Regions from separate parts of the Mus musculus genome. Here all the other regions are linked to region 1. Evidence: chromatin contacts called from public promoter capture Hi-C data. All regions are on one chromosome and are shown on one strand. The core of a region is the stretch at or near the end of the contact, and the rest is flanking DNA. Distances in the headings are between cores, read along the strand shown.

Region 1 (4,011 bases), core at 789-3,288:
AGCTTGTTAGGGTGGGGCACCCACTCTGCCCACTCCCACGCTGGCTCTCCAAGGAGTGGCAGTCTCCTGCCCCAGTAGGAATTCTGAGAAGCTAAAAGAGTCTGACTGCTCCCAGCCCCATTCTAGGCTTAGGAACAGCTGGAGAAAGCAGCTGGGAAGAGAGGATCCTGGAGTCTGAAATTTTGTCACTTGAGGGAAGCCTTTTGGCTCAAGGGCCAAAGCCTCAAAAGAGGTAGAGGAGGGACCTGGGAAACAAAACAGAGGTGGGCAGGTAAGGCCGGAAGGAAAGTCAGCACCAAGCTGGGAGGTGGGGCAGGTGTCTAGCAGACTCCTTTCCCTGCTTCCCCACAGCCTGGGCTCCCCGCCAGCTGCCTGAGAGAGCCCCTTATTCTGGCTGTATTCCAGCCAATTCCCTGGGCCCTTCCTCCCTCCCCTGGGCCTTGGAGGAGGAGAAGCTTCTTAGCTTGGGCCTCTTCTCTGGGAGATTAGGGGAGACTGAGGCACAGGAAGATCCCTCCCCACCCTCAAAGCTTGGCATTCCATACAGTATCTGCATCTCTCCACTTGGCTAGCCCTGCCTTGTTCCAGGAGGAAATCCGACCTCCTTCCTTCATCCGGACCCTACTTCCCTCAACCAGACCCCCGCCTTCCGCCTTTCCTGCTAGCTTCTGGTGTGTGTGTGTGTGGGGGGGGGGTGGCATAAGGAGCAAAGAACACTGTTTCAGGATGGAACCGCAGGCAGGGAAGGAAGAGCAATTGTGGGGTGGTGGCGCAGGAACCAGAAAGGTGGGAGAGGGAAGCAGGGATGAGGAGAAGAGAGGCCCAGAGCACCCACGAGTGAGCTGTGGAGTCAGGGTGTCCAGCTCCCAATGCAGGGGCCAGCTCTACCTTCACCTCACACACCCATGTGGGCCAGGTTAGGCGTTAGGAGGGTCAGGGTCTCCTTTGGGGGCGGGGGAATGAGTGAAATGAAGAAGGGAAGCTGGTAGAAGAGAGTAGTAGCAAGAGACAGGCTGGACAAGGACCCAGACACCTGCCCTCTCAGCTGGTACTGCCCACAGCTAGCCAGCCAGCTCAGCATGGCTCCGTGACCACAGCCCTGCCATGCGCCTTGAGCCGGGAATCACAATAACGCCTGTACTCGCCCCCCCCCTTCCAAATGCATCCCCTCCCTCTAGCATGAGCTGATCAGTGTTTATTCGGTGAGCCCCAAATTCTAAACCTGGGGGGGGATTGGCTAGAAGCTGTCAGGCTCCTGGGTGAAAACCCCATTCGAGCAGTCAATCCCGCCTACAGCCTCACCCACTCCCCCTCTCCCCTCCCCCCTCGCAGCCCAGCTCTAAGCTCCCAGCCCCAGTCCGGCCAGGGTGGCAGCCGATGTCTGCGCCCCCACCCAGCCTGGGTCGCAGCTAGGGACCCGCGGGGGGCTGCGGAGCCGGCGCCCGCCCCAGCCCGCCCCTGGGCGGGTGTCTTCCGCAGACAATAGCTCTGGCTGCAGTGCCTCGCGGACCAGGAGGGAGAAAAACAAGTCGGAGGAGGCGGCAGCGCCGAGCCTGGAGACCCTCGCCCTCTCCATTGTGTCTCCCCAAGACCCCCGCAGCAAACAGTCCCCCAATCTCTCCCCCAGAAGCACCGATCTCAGGTCGCCTTCCCCCCGCCATCCTGGGAGCAGAATGCATCCCAAGTCACTAGCACCGTGAAGAGGGGGCCAGCGGTGGCAGCCGATCACAGGGTACAGGCCCACGATCGCCGCCCCTCGAGGCCGATACTCACCCTGCGGGCTGGGGGGCTCCGGCGGAGACTTGCCGGGAGCCCGGGAGGCGCCGCCGAGCAGCAGCCCCAGCAGCGGCAGCAGCCGCGCGAGGACGCCGGGGCCACTCGGCGGCGGCATCGCGGGGCTCGGCCGGGCCCTAGCGGTCCATCGTTGCCGCCCGGCCCTGATCGGCCGGCCCCGCTCAGCCCCAGTTCTGCACCGCTCTGTGCAGCTCCGGGTTGGGCTCCCGCTCCGGCTGCGGCGCCCGCTCGGCGCGATTGTCTCTGCCCGGAGCGGCCGCCAGCGCCCCCTGCAGTCGACACCCGGCACGGCGGGCCAGCGGGCACCGCCCCCTCGAGGCCCGGCTCTGCCTGCAGCCCACCCGGCAGCCCCCACCCGGTAACCCAAGATTCCAGACAGCAATGGAGTGCAGCGATTAGGGGGCAATTACCCGGGTTGGGGTTGGAGAGCTCTTGAGATGTGGTGTAAAATTGAGGGGTAGGAGAATGGCTATTGCCTACTCCTAAGGGCTGTAGTTGGAAAGAGTGAGAATTTTCTTCTCCCACACCGAGAGCTCCGTAGTGTTGAGGAGGCTGCGGTCTCCATCCAACATTGGGAAGCTGACCTGTGGTCATGTCAGCCTCCTCCCCCGCCCCCCATGACTTCCATTCAGAAACAGGCAAGACAAGTTCCTTACAGCCTTCTTAGCCTCTCTTGCTTTAAAGAGGATGGTCTGAAGTTCAGAATGACCTCGAACTCATGGCCCTTTTCCTGCCTCCGCTTCCAGAGTGTTGGGATTTCAAATGCAAGCCGCTATATTCAGCCTCACTTATCCTTTAAAGTGACAATCATAATAATCTCTACCTAGTAACGTGGTTGAGATACCAAGGTGTGTGTGAGGGGTGGTTCGGGGTGATGGTGGAGGAATGCCAGGCACCTTTTATCCCAACAGGAAGAGCTCTGTGAGTTCAAGGCCACTTTGCTCTACATAGCCAGTTCCTGGTCCTCTGACACAAGTCTGACAGGTGCACCGGTGCAGTAAGTGGTGCTATTGTTGGCCGGGGAGGGGCTTGCCTCCCTTGGAGTAATAAGACCTCCTTCTGGAGGAGACATCTGGCTAGAGAGGTTTTGTAGAAGTGGAAGCAGACGCCTCCCCCCACAAAAGAATCCCATTGGTTCCGGCATCCTGATTGACAAACTGGATCTTCCTTCGCTGAACCCCATGTTTGAAGACAAGCTCCCAAACAACCTTTCTCTCCTTATCGTTTCTGGCTGTCACTATCCCTTAGCTTCTGTTTTGCGTCGTTCTCTCTGCCCAGTCACCTCTTCAGCACAGCCTGCTACCCAGGAGACCTATGACAAGGATGGCTTCCCCTAGGGGACGCAGCAGGCTTCCCTCTGACTAAGTCTCTCTACTTAAGGGGGCAAAGTCACCAGGTCTTTCCCTTCATCCCTTCCTTTCCTCTTTCCCTCTTTTCCTTCTTTCTTTCTCCTCCCCTCATTTCCATCTGTTTCCTCTTCCTCCTCCTTCTTCTCACCGCCCCCGCCCCCCACCTCAGACCCTGGAGTAGCCAGCCAAGGGTAGAGGGGATTGCACGCAGCATCTCTTCCTTTTTAATAGAGATTTCCGTGTAACCATATTTCCCAGTTCTGTGCTTATGTAACTTTTTTTTTTTTTTTTTTTTTTTTTTTGGAACCTAAGTGCAGGCTTTAGCGCTCTTCCTTGGTGAATTTCATCGTGTTGGTCTCAAGCCGACTTCACAATCTGTCAGAGCTCCCTGGAATCTGCCTTGCTTGCCCACTGTATTATCCCTGTGCCTGCCACAGCCAGGAGTTATCTGTGGGGCAGAGAGGCTACTGCTGCCTTCGTTCAAGGATCTCCTGATGTCTCTAGGCAGCCCAGAGTTGACATGGAGCTGAGACACCCCAGAGAGACCCCCCCACCGCACCCCAGTTTTATCAGGATCATTCAGATCTAAAATCCCAGCCACTACAATCCCGCTCACATTTCTCTCGTCCGTGAGGCCCAAGGCTAAAATGCTTTGCTGGGATCAAGATAGGTGGTCTGGGCCATTCAGTTGCAATGACTGACTGACTCCAGAGGAAATTTGGCTGGTATTCAAGGATCACGGCTTAATCTTTACTTAGATATTCAGTCACCCAGCTAGAAACCTGTTCTGGAACTTGCCATGCATGGATGTCAAATCATTGTTATCAGGATTTACCATTTTACCCCTCTGGGTACAATCAAGTATGGG
Region 2 (4,011 bases), core at 978-3,477, 420 kb before region 1:
TGTCTCCTGGCCCAGGCTAAGGCTAACAAAGTCCTCCTTGATGCCAAAAGGTTCAGGAAAGACTAGAATGAAAGAGGACTGAACTACAGCTCAGCCATGCAACACCTACCTAGCATGTACAAGACTTCAGGTTTGAATCCAAGCAACACACACACACACACACACACACACACACACACACACACACTAAAGGGAGAAGAAGGAGGGGAAGCAACCCCTCTCTCTTCATCCTCAGCCTCCCAACCTCTGATGTCCCCAGCTAGGCAGTGGCTACAAGGTGAGTTAGAGCCTTTTCTGGGCTTCGGGTTGTGCGCCACCTTAAGCCAAAACATTAAAATCTGGGACTTACATCCTCAGCAAGGGCCATGGCGCTGTGGAGGACTGGGGTTGGACTCTGCCTCTCATAATAGCGGAGTTTCTCATGAATCTGCAAAGACATTTGATTTCTGCTTTTACCCTAAATACCATACACAGCACCCAGGGTTGTGGTGACACCTAGGGCCACAGGCTGGGTCCCCTCCATAGCAGCATATTTGGAAAGCCCTGACTAATGAGTTAGAAACCTTCCAGGGGCAGGGGAGTGGCTGAGATGGCACAGAAAGAGCCTCCCTTAGGGATGGGGGTGGGGGGTGGCTGAGCCAGCGGGGGTTCACCTTCATTAAATAACTGAGGCTCTTCTCACTGAAGACATCTCTCAGGAAGCCCATCTCCTCCCTGTGGTTGGAGTCAGGCCTGAGCTGAGAGGTGAGCAGTGCCAGGGTCTCATGCAAACCTGAGGAAGAGCCAGAGAAACAAGGTCCAGTAACAGTGGCACTTCCTGTCCTTGAAAAGTCTCGCAGACAACACTCCCATCCTGCCTTGACACCGTTCACCCTGCAGGCTCAGGCCTGCCGGGCAACAGATCGGTCAGAGGCAGCTGCTACAGCACTGGTCCTGCTTATGGTTTGGTTTTCTCCAATCCTGGGAGGCCCCCCGAAGCTGCAGCCCAGGTTAAGGACACTCACCCGAGTCTTCAGACAGTACTGGCATGCCTGTGCCCAGCAGGTCCCCAGCTGTCCCTACAGTTTGTGTGGGTGGGAGAGGAATCTCTCAGTAATGAACACACATCACCAGGATCTGCTTATGACCTCTGTGAGGACAGAAGAAATAAGATGGGGGGTGGGGGGGAGAAACAGTCACTTTTTGGGGAGGAGGTTGGGCAGGGAGCAAGACTTCTTGGGCGCCCCCAATACACTAAAGATGCTGCTCTTTTCTGACTATGCAGAAAGCCTTAAAGGATGAACACCAATGCACCCATTTTACTGATTAGGAAACAGAGACTGGGCATCCCTAAATAACTTTTGAACCAGAATAGGTACTCAGATCACTTCTTCCAGACTGACCTTGGCCTAAAGTCCCCCTGCTTGTGCGGTATGCTCTCGACCACAAGCTCTGTCCTCTCTATTGCTGGTACCTTCCAAGAGTGCTTGCTCAAGTCTCAATATCCCTTCAACAAGTACCTGGTTAAGGCCTGCAAGAGCTCCCACCGCCGACCCCACCTCCAGCCCCCAACCCAAAGAGAGCCTCCAGTCTGAAGACAGAAGAAGTGAGAGCGGAGTTTCTGTTCTACCGGAAGCAGGTACCCTATCTCAAGAGCTCCCCTCCCCAGGTGCTCTGTAGCACGTGGACCTCAAAAAAGTCCTCCTTCAGAGAGGGACAAGGACTCATGATTCATTCATTCGACAGACATGGAGCCAGCCCGCTGCGTGGAGCACCAGTCACATCGAAGGCAGAAGAATGGTACCCGACCCCCGCCCCCACGCCGGGCTCACCCCTCGGCGGCTTCCAGCTGCGGCCCCCGACTGCCCCCGACTTCCCCACACAAACACACACTCCCGGCTCCAGCCGGTTTCCCAGAGGAGCTGGGGGGGGGGGAGCAAACCCCCGAGGTGGGGGGAGATGGGATGCAGAGCGGCGGGAATGAGCGGGGCGCACGGGATGCGCGGACGCCGAGCAGTGAAGGGGACCGCGGGCTGGGAACGGAGCCCCGCCGGGGAGGGTGGGCCGCAAGGCAGTGGTGCACCCGAGGGGCGGGTCTCCGCTCCCCCTCCCCTCCCCGCCGCGCACCAGGTCCCTTGTGTGCCACGCGCTGCTTCTTACCTCGTCGCGCCAGGATCTGGGATCGGTGACCCGGAGCCGCGCGGGAGCCACCAGCCTCCGCTGCTACTGGCTCCGCCTCCGCCGGCCCCTCCCTGTCGCGGCGCGCGGGGTCGGGGCAGCGCGCACGGGCGGGGGCGCAGCGCGGGCCCGGAGGGGTGGAGCGCGGCCCCGCAGGCCCCCCTCGCAGGCCCCGCCCAGCGCCCCCGGCTCCCGGTGGACACCTGCTCCGCCGAGAATCCGATTTTGCAAACATTGATTGAGAGCCCCGCAAGTGCCAGGCACTGTGCCAGGGGCTGGAGCTTCAAAGCCAAACGAGGAAGAGAGGCTGTGCTGGGTCATTAGCAAGCCGAGCAGGGGGCGGGGGGCGGGGGAGGGGGGCGGGAGAGGGGTGTGCAGCGGGCAGCAGCCCGGCCAACCCGTGGCAACAATGCTACGTGCTGCGAAAGATTTATCGGTGCACGCTGCCCTGGGGACGGGGAGGCGCGAGGGAGGAGAAGTACGCCTGGGAAGAAGGCAGCTGGATGCTGCCTGCCTGGGTGGGAGGAGGTAGGGCTGAATAAGAGAAAAAAAAGAAAAAAGAAAGAAAGAAAGAAAAAAAAAAGAAAAGAAAAAAGACTCTAGTGTCCCAGGCTTTACTGGGGCGGGGGCTGGGGGAGGAGGTGCGGTGGCTCCGAAATAGCTGGTTTCTATTGTGCTCCCTCTATCCCCATATACTCCTAGGATTACCGATTATTAGCCTCAGATAGAGAGCCAAAATTATTTCCTCGCTTCAGTTAAAGAAACTGATGTGTATGCAGGAAGCAGTAGAAAGGTACCACTGTGTGAGTGAGCAGTGGTGTGGTGTAGGGGTCTTAGAGGATGAGACGTGGTCTGGTGGGTGTGTCCCCTCCCTTCAAATAACAGCATCAAAGAACAGCGCATTCTAAGCCGGTTAGGAGGCACATGTCCCAGAGAGGTAGGCAGTCGACAGTCTTTGCAGCTTGCAGTGAACAGGCAGGCTGTAAGAGGGCAGCAAATGTCACCAAGAAATTTCCCTTCGTCCCTCAAGCTGCTCCAAATTGTGTCTATGAGTCACCTGAGGCTTGTGGGGCAAGTAGTATCAGTCTACATTTATGACAGGCCCCAGTGACGTGATATGGGTAGACAGACAGCAGGCCCCATTTAGAGCAGAGAAAAACTAAGAAATGGTCTTGGTTAGGTTTTCTACTGCTGCGTTGAAACACCATGACCAAAAGGCAAGTTGGGGAGGGAAGGGTTTACCTGGTTTACACTTCCATCACAGGAGGAAGTCAGGACAGGAACTCAAGCAGGGATAGAACCTGGAGGCAGGAGATGATGCAGAGGCCATGGAGGGGTGCTGCTTATTGGCTTGTTTCCCGTGGCTTTCTCAGTCTGCTTTCTTGTAGAACCCAGGACCACCAGGCCAAGGATGCCACCACACACAACGGTCAGGGCCCTCCCCACTTGATCACTAACTGAGATCCTTACAGCAAGATCTCATGGAGGCATTTCCTCAGCGGAGGCTCCTTTCTCTCTGCTGACTCTAGCTTGTGTCAAGTTGGCACACAAAAGCAGCCAGTGCACGGTTTTTTGTTTGTTTTTATTTTTATTTTTGGCCTTGAAACAGGATCTTACTCTGTAGACCAGGCTGGCCAGGAACTCACAGAATCCACCTGCCTCTGCCTTCTGACCTCTGGGATCACAGGCACGTGCCACCATACCTGACACAGACGTGCTTTTTCTGGTGGTGCTTAAGCTTTGAAAATTTTGAAAAGCCAGATGATGTTTTCTTTACTAGAGCAACAACAGAGGGTGTTCAAACAATGGTTTTGTACATGGTGTGTGTGTGGTGGTGGTGGTGGGGGACTCAGT
Region 3 (4,011 bases), core at 994-3,493, 350 kb before region 1:
GAGCCCAGCATCAGCCTTACCAACCCCTGCTCTCCAGGCCCAGCCTGTGGCAGAGATGGGAGAAGCCATTCAGGGAATGTCTCATGTCTTACCGCCCTCTGACTATCCCTATCCACCAAAGCTCCCAGAAAGGGAAGCCCAGCTCACTCTCTTTCACTTTACATACACACACACACACACACACACACACACACACACACACACACACGGCATCTCCACCTACTCAGCATGCCTGGTATGGGTAAATAGTCTACAGGGATTCCTCAGGTAGTACCTGGGTCTTCCCTCCCTGTCCCAAGAACCACAGATTGACACATGGAGGCCGCCAGAACTCTTGGCTAAACATCTCCTCCCTGGTGGTCACATTTCCCTACAGCAGTAGTTAAATTTCATTCTTGGTCCAGCAGTCCACTACCTCCCAGATCAGTCCATTCTCTCCAGAGCTCCAGAGAGCAGTTCTGAGACCACCCTACACAGCACACAATTGGCCGCCAGCACTAATCCTCTGAGTTCTTGCCCTTGCCCTGCCACTTTAGGATAAATGACTCCTCTCCCACCGCCCAGGTTACAGGAGCCGTCTTGAGGGTACATTTGGGAACAGGGCTGGCCTCGGGGGAGGAGCTAGATGGTTTAGGGGTGCTGGGATGGGAAGATTAAGCTTAGAACTGTGACATCACAGACCTTTCTGGAAAGGAATCTCACTTCTCTCTAGACCACAGCTTCCTTCTGTGAAAGGAATGAGCTGAGCCCCTATATACACTCAGGATTATCTCCTACCCCCAGGCCCCTGCCTCCCTGACTGTGAACTTTACCTGCTTCTGCCTCTATGGGTGCACACACACTCACACACGGGCTATGATTTTAATTTGCTTTATTTAGTTTGCAAGGGAGCAGGTTGTTGCAAGACTGCAGAGGAAAGAGCTGGACCTGTACTCTCCTACAGCCACGGGCTGAAGACAAGAGAGGCTGCAAGTCCATTGGGCAGAGCTCCCTGTAATGAAAGAAGGGAATCATGAGGAAGGACAGTCCTTGTACCCCAAGACCTTGTTTTCCCTTACTCCGCCTCCTCTGGATCCCCCCCTTTCCACACCTGCCTTCAGCTCCAGGGCGCAGAGCAGGGAATCAAGCCAACTGGGGGGCTGGTGCAGGGGGAGAGCTGCACTCCAGGAAGTCCACCTGTGTTCTCCTCCTCGGCTCTCTTCCCATACCTGGGAAGGAAGACAGCTGGGATAAGTATAGTTCTCACTGTCAGTCACCTGCTTTGTATCCCCCACGTAGACGCTTTCCTGCCCACGGCCCATGGATCCAAGCCACTCAGAAGTATTTTTTTCTCAGAGCAGGCATTGAAGAGACTAGGGTTAAAGAGCTCTCTCTCTCTCTCTCTCTCTCTCTCTCTCTCACACACACACACACACACACACACACACACACACACACCACCCTACCTAGGCCTGGTCAGTGTGTTGATGTATCTGCGGAGCTGAGTTTCATATTGTGCCATCTGCTCAGGTGTCGCATAGTCGCCTGGGTACATTGGCTCCAGGGGGGCTCCCCAGGTCCCCTGCAGGGGCTGCAGCAGCAGAGCCACCCAAGTGGATACGAGAAACAGGGAGAGGCAGCAGTATGCGACGGCCATCTAATGAACAAGGAATCGTGGAAGCAGAACACAGCCCATCAGCAGATCCTCCTGTGTCCAAGACCTACCTGCCCAGCCACCACCTACCACACATTTCTTCAAGCCAAGCCTGGGGACAAGGGCAGACCCAGGAGCCACCAGCATCAACCACCTTCCTTCCCTAGAAAACAGGACACCTCCACATACACACCCCTCAAGCCAGCAGCCAGAGTACCCAAGCCTTGGCAACATAAAAAAACAGCAGAAGAACTAGGTATGAAGGCTGGATACACAGGACTTAGGACACTGATGGCTCTGAGGAGGCAGGAGTAGCCAGAGCTGGTGGGAACCACAGGGTGGGGGACACAGAATTAACTTGTAAAGCAAAGGGACAGAAGTCTATGACACGGTGGGTCCTGCTTTCCACTGACAGGTTTGTCCAGATGCAGAGAAAGACCCAAGGAGGACTTTAGGTCCCTTGAGGGATCCAGCCCTACGAAGCACCAATTCCGACCCTCCATCACCAGCCTCAACCCAAGGAGTCCCCAGAGGCAGGACAGAGTGAGCTCACTTACCCTGTGTGCTGAGCTAGTGAGTGTTGGGCCCAGACACCTACCTCCTGCTGGACTGTCTCCCTGTTCATGGCTGTGCCCCTTTATAGTCCTCAGCACCCCCAGAGTCCCCGCCTCCTGTCAGCCTTTCTTGCTGCCAGCCTTTAACCACCACCACCCCCCTTTTGCTCTCTGCCTGGTTTCTGAAACACGGGCACTGTGGCCAGAAACAGGAAAGCACCAGGTCAGCATTCTAGATGTCGGAGGAGCACAGAAGAAAAAACTGGACCATGACAAGGTCTCATGGGGGTCCGTATCCAGCTTTGGACACCAGAAGAGGTTTGATTCATAAATGACAGGATCCTGACATGGTAACCCAAAGGTTCTAGCCACTAGCCTCAGCATGGCCTCCCCAGAGACAACCCCAGTCGCCAATAGGCTTTCCTTGGGGTCTGGATAGAAGCTGAAGCTAGGCTTTACCCCTACCATGAGGGATGGAATTCGGGCCTTCAATCCAGCTAGATCAAGGAAGGGACAGAGATGTCTCACATCCTAAAGCCACTTGGAAGGGAGTGGAGAAAGCCATTTGATGCGTGTATCGAATGCCAGCTTAGGTCCTGTGGGCCAGGGTTCAGAGGCCACAGGGTTCGTGGGGAAGGGACAGTTCCTGGCAGCTGTTTCCTTTCCCAGCACAGAGCTCTGTCCCAGGGGAGTGCTAAAAACCAGCATCACTTATAAGCTTCAAGTTGCCCCCCAAAAAATGCCATGCTGTCGTCCCACTGAACCCCTACAAGGGAACCTATTTAACAGACAAAAAGTGGGGAGACTACCAGAGGAGGGAACGCTTGTCCAAGACTCAGGGTCAGCCTTCACTTCCTCCCCTGAGAGATTCTTCTGGTGCCACTGCGTGACAGGAGAAGCCACTTGTCCCTTTCATGTTCAGTGTCCTTTTCCCAGACAGACCTCCACCCTGCTCAAGCCAAGAGCAGTCACTGGCTCTGTTTATTTTGACCCCTGTGAAGGGAGCAAGGGCCTCTCTCTCTCCCGATGTTCTGCTCTCAGGACAGAACAAGAATCATCACCGCGGGCTCTGGGAACGCAGGAAGTGAGAGGGGAGAAGGTGACAGCAGGCATCTGTCCTGATAAGGTTAGAGGTCAGATAGGCCTAGCTCCAATTGAAGTCCGCGTCACTGCCCTCCTGTTGGGAGCATGATCCAATTAGAGCTCCTAGGGTTCGATTTCTTACTCTGTAAGGTGGGCTCATTGCATCCATCCCCAGACTTGAAGAATCAAAGAGCCTTTTCCTCTCGGCTCTCATTTAAGGTAGCAAGAAGAGCACCAGCCGCTCAAAGTAAGTAGAGTTCATTTCTCAGCGATCCTGGCCCCTTCTCTGGGCTCAGGTTTCCCACTATGCAAAACCAGTGGCTAGTTCCGACTCGAGCCTCATGGCTGCCACCAGGGGGCGCCTGGCTCCGGCGCCGGTTTTAAGGATCCGGGTTTCCAGGGGCTCTAAACCTTGTGTTCTGGATTTTACTCCAGGTAAAAAGACTGTATCCGGGGAATGAGTCTGGTGTGGGAACTATTTACAGTTTGTCACGCAAGTCAACCAGCTTTGCTTGGTCCCAAGAAATCACAGCTGCTCTTCAAATGTCAACCCAATAGATCGAAATGACAGATTCCAGGGTCTCTGCAGGGGTAGTAGTGACAATCCAGGAGGAAGTAGTGCCTGTGCCTTCTAAATATTATGGTCACATCTGGAACACAGAGATAGCTCCTGATAGCCTTTGTGGGCTCCTGAAGTGCTTGCATAGAGCTTCCAGGAAGACACACGTGCTCACCTGCAGA

Evidence for each region. Promoter capture Hi-C pulls out the DNA fragments that hold promoters and counts their contacts. Capture Hi-C pulls out chosen DNA fragments and counts their contacts.
Region 2: a promoter capture Hi-C map of pancreatic islet shows a contact between it and region 1. The contact joins the promoter of Mpp3 here to the promoter of Fam171a2 in region 1. A contact is called at or near these places in 1 of 39 promoter capture datasets (the C10 cell line), 4 of 115 datasets of contacts at active chromatin or transcription factors (embryonic forebrain, embryonic hindbrain, embryonic stem cells and 1 more) and 1 of 9 other capture datasets (pancreatic islet).
Region 3: a promoter capture Hi-C map of embryonic stem cells shows a contact between it and region 1, with 4 times the contacts expected there. The contact joins the promoter of Ppy here to the promoter of Fam171a2 in region 1. A contact is called at or near these places in 13 of 39 promoter capture datasets (the 3T3-L1 cell line, 3T3-L1-derived adipocytes, HPC-7-derived erythroid cells and 8 more), 2 of 484 Hi-C or Micro-C datasets (embryonic stem cells and stem cell-derived epiblast-like cells), 6 of 115 datasets of contacts at active chromatin or transcription factors (embryonic limb bud, embryonic midbrain and embryonic stem cells) and 3 of 9 other capture datasets (adipose tissue, liver and pancreatic islet).

What each region holds. Positions count from the first base shown.
Region 1 is chr11:102,445,625-102,449,635 of GRCm38.p6, forward strand. It overlaps Fam171a2 (family with sequence similarity 171, member A2), which reads right to left and starts at 2,039. Exons shown (of 8, transcript NM_199200.2): 1 at 1,774-2,039. The coding sequence starts at 1,891.
Region 2 is chr11:102,024,728-102,028,738 of GRCm38.p6, forward strand. Mpp3 (membrane protein, palmitoylated 3 (MAGUK p55 subfamily member 3)) reads right to left here and starts at 2,228. Exons shown (of 19, transcript NM_007863.2): 1 at 2,140-2,228; 2 at 1,005-1,129; 3 at 654-772; 4 at 350-427. The coding sequence starts at 1,029.
Region 3 is chr11:102,099,076-102,103,086 of GRCm38.p6, forward strand. Ppy (pancreatic polypeptide) reads right to left here and starts at 2,244. Exons shown (of 4, transcript NM_008918.2): 1 at 2,191-2,244; 2 at 1,446-1,636; 3 at 1,091-1,208; 4 at 856-991. The coding sequence starts at 1,636. The coding sequence ends at 1,097.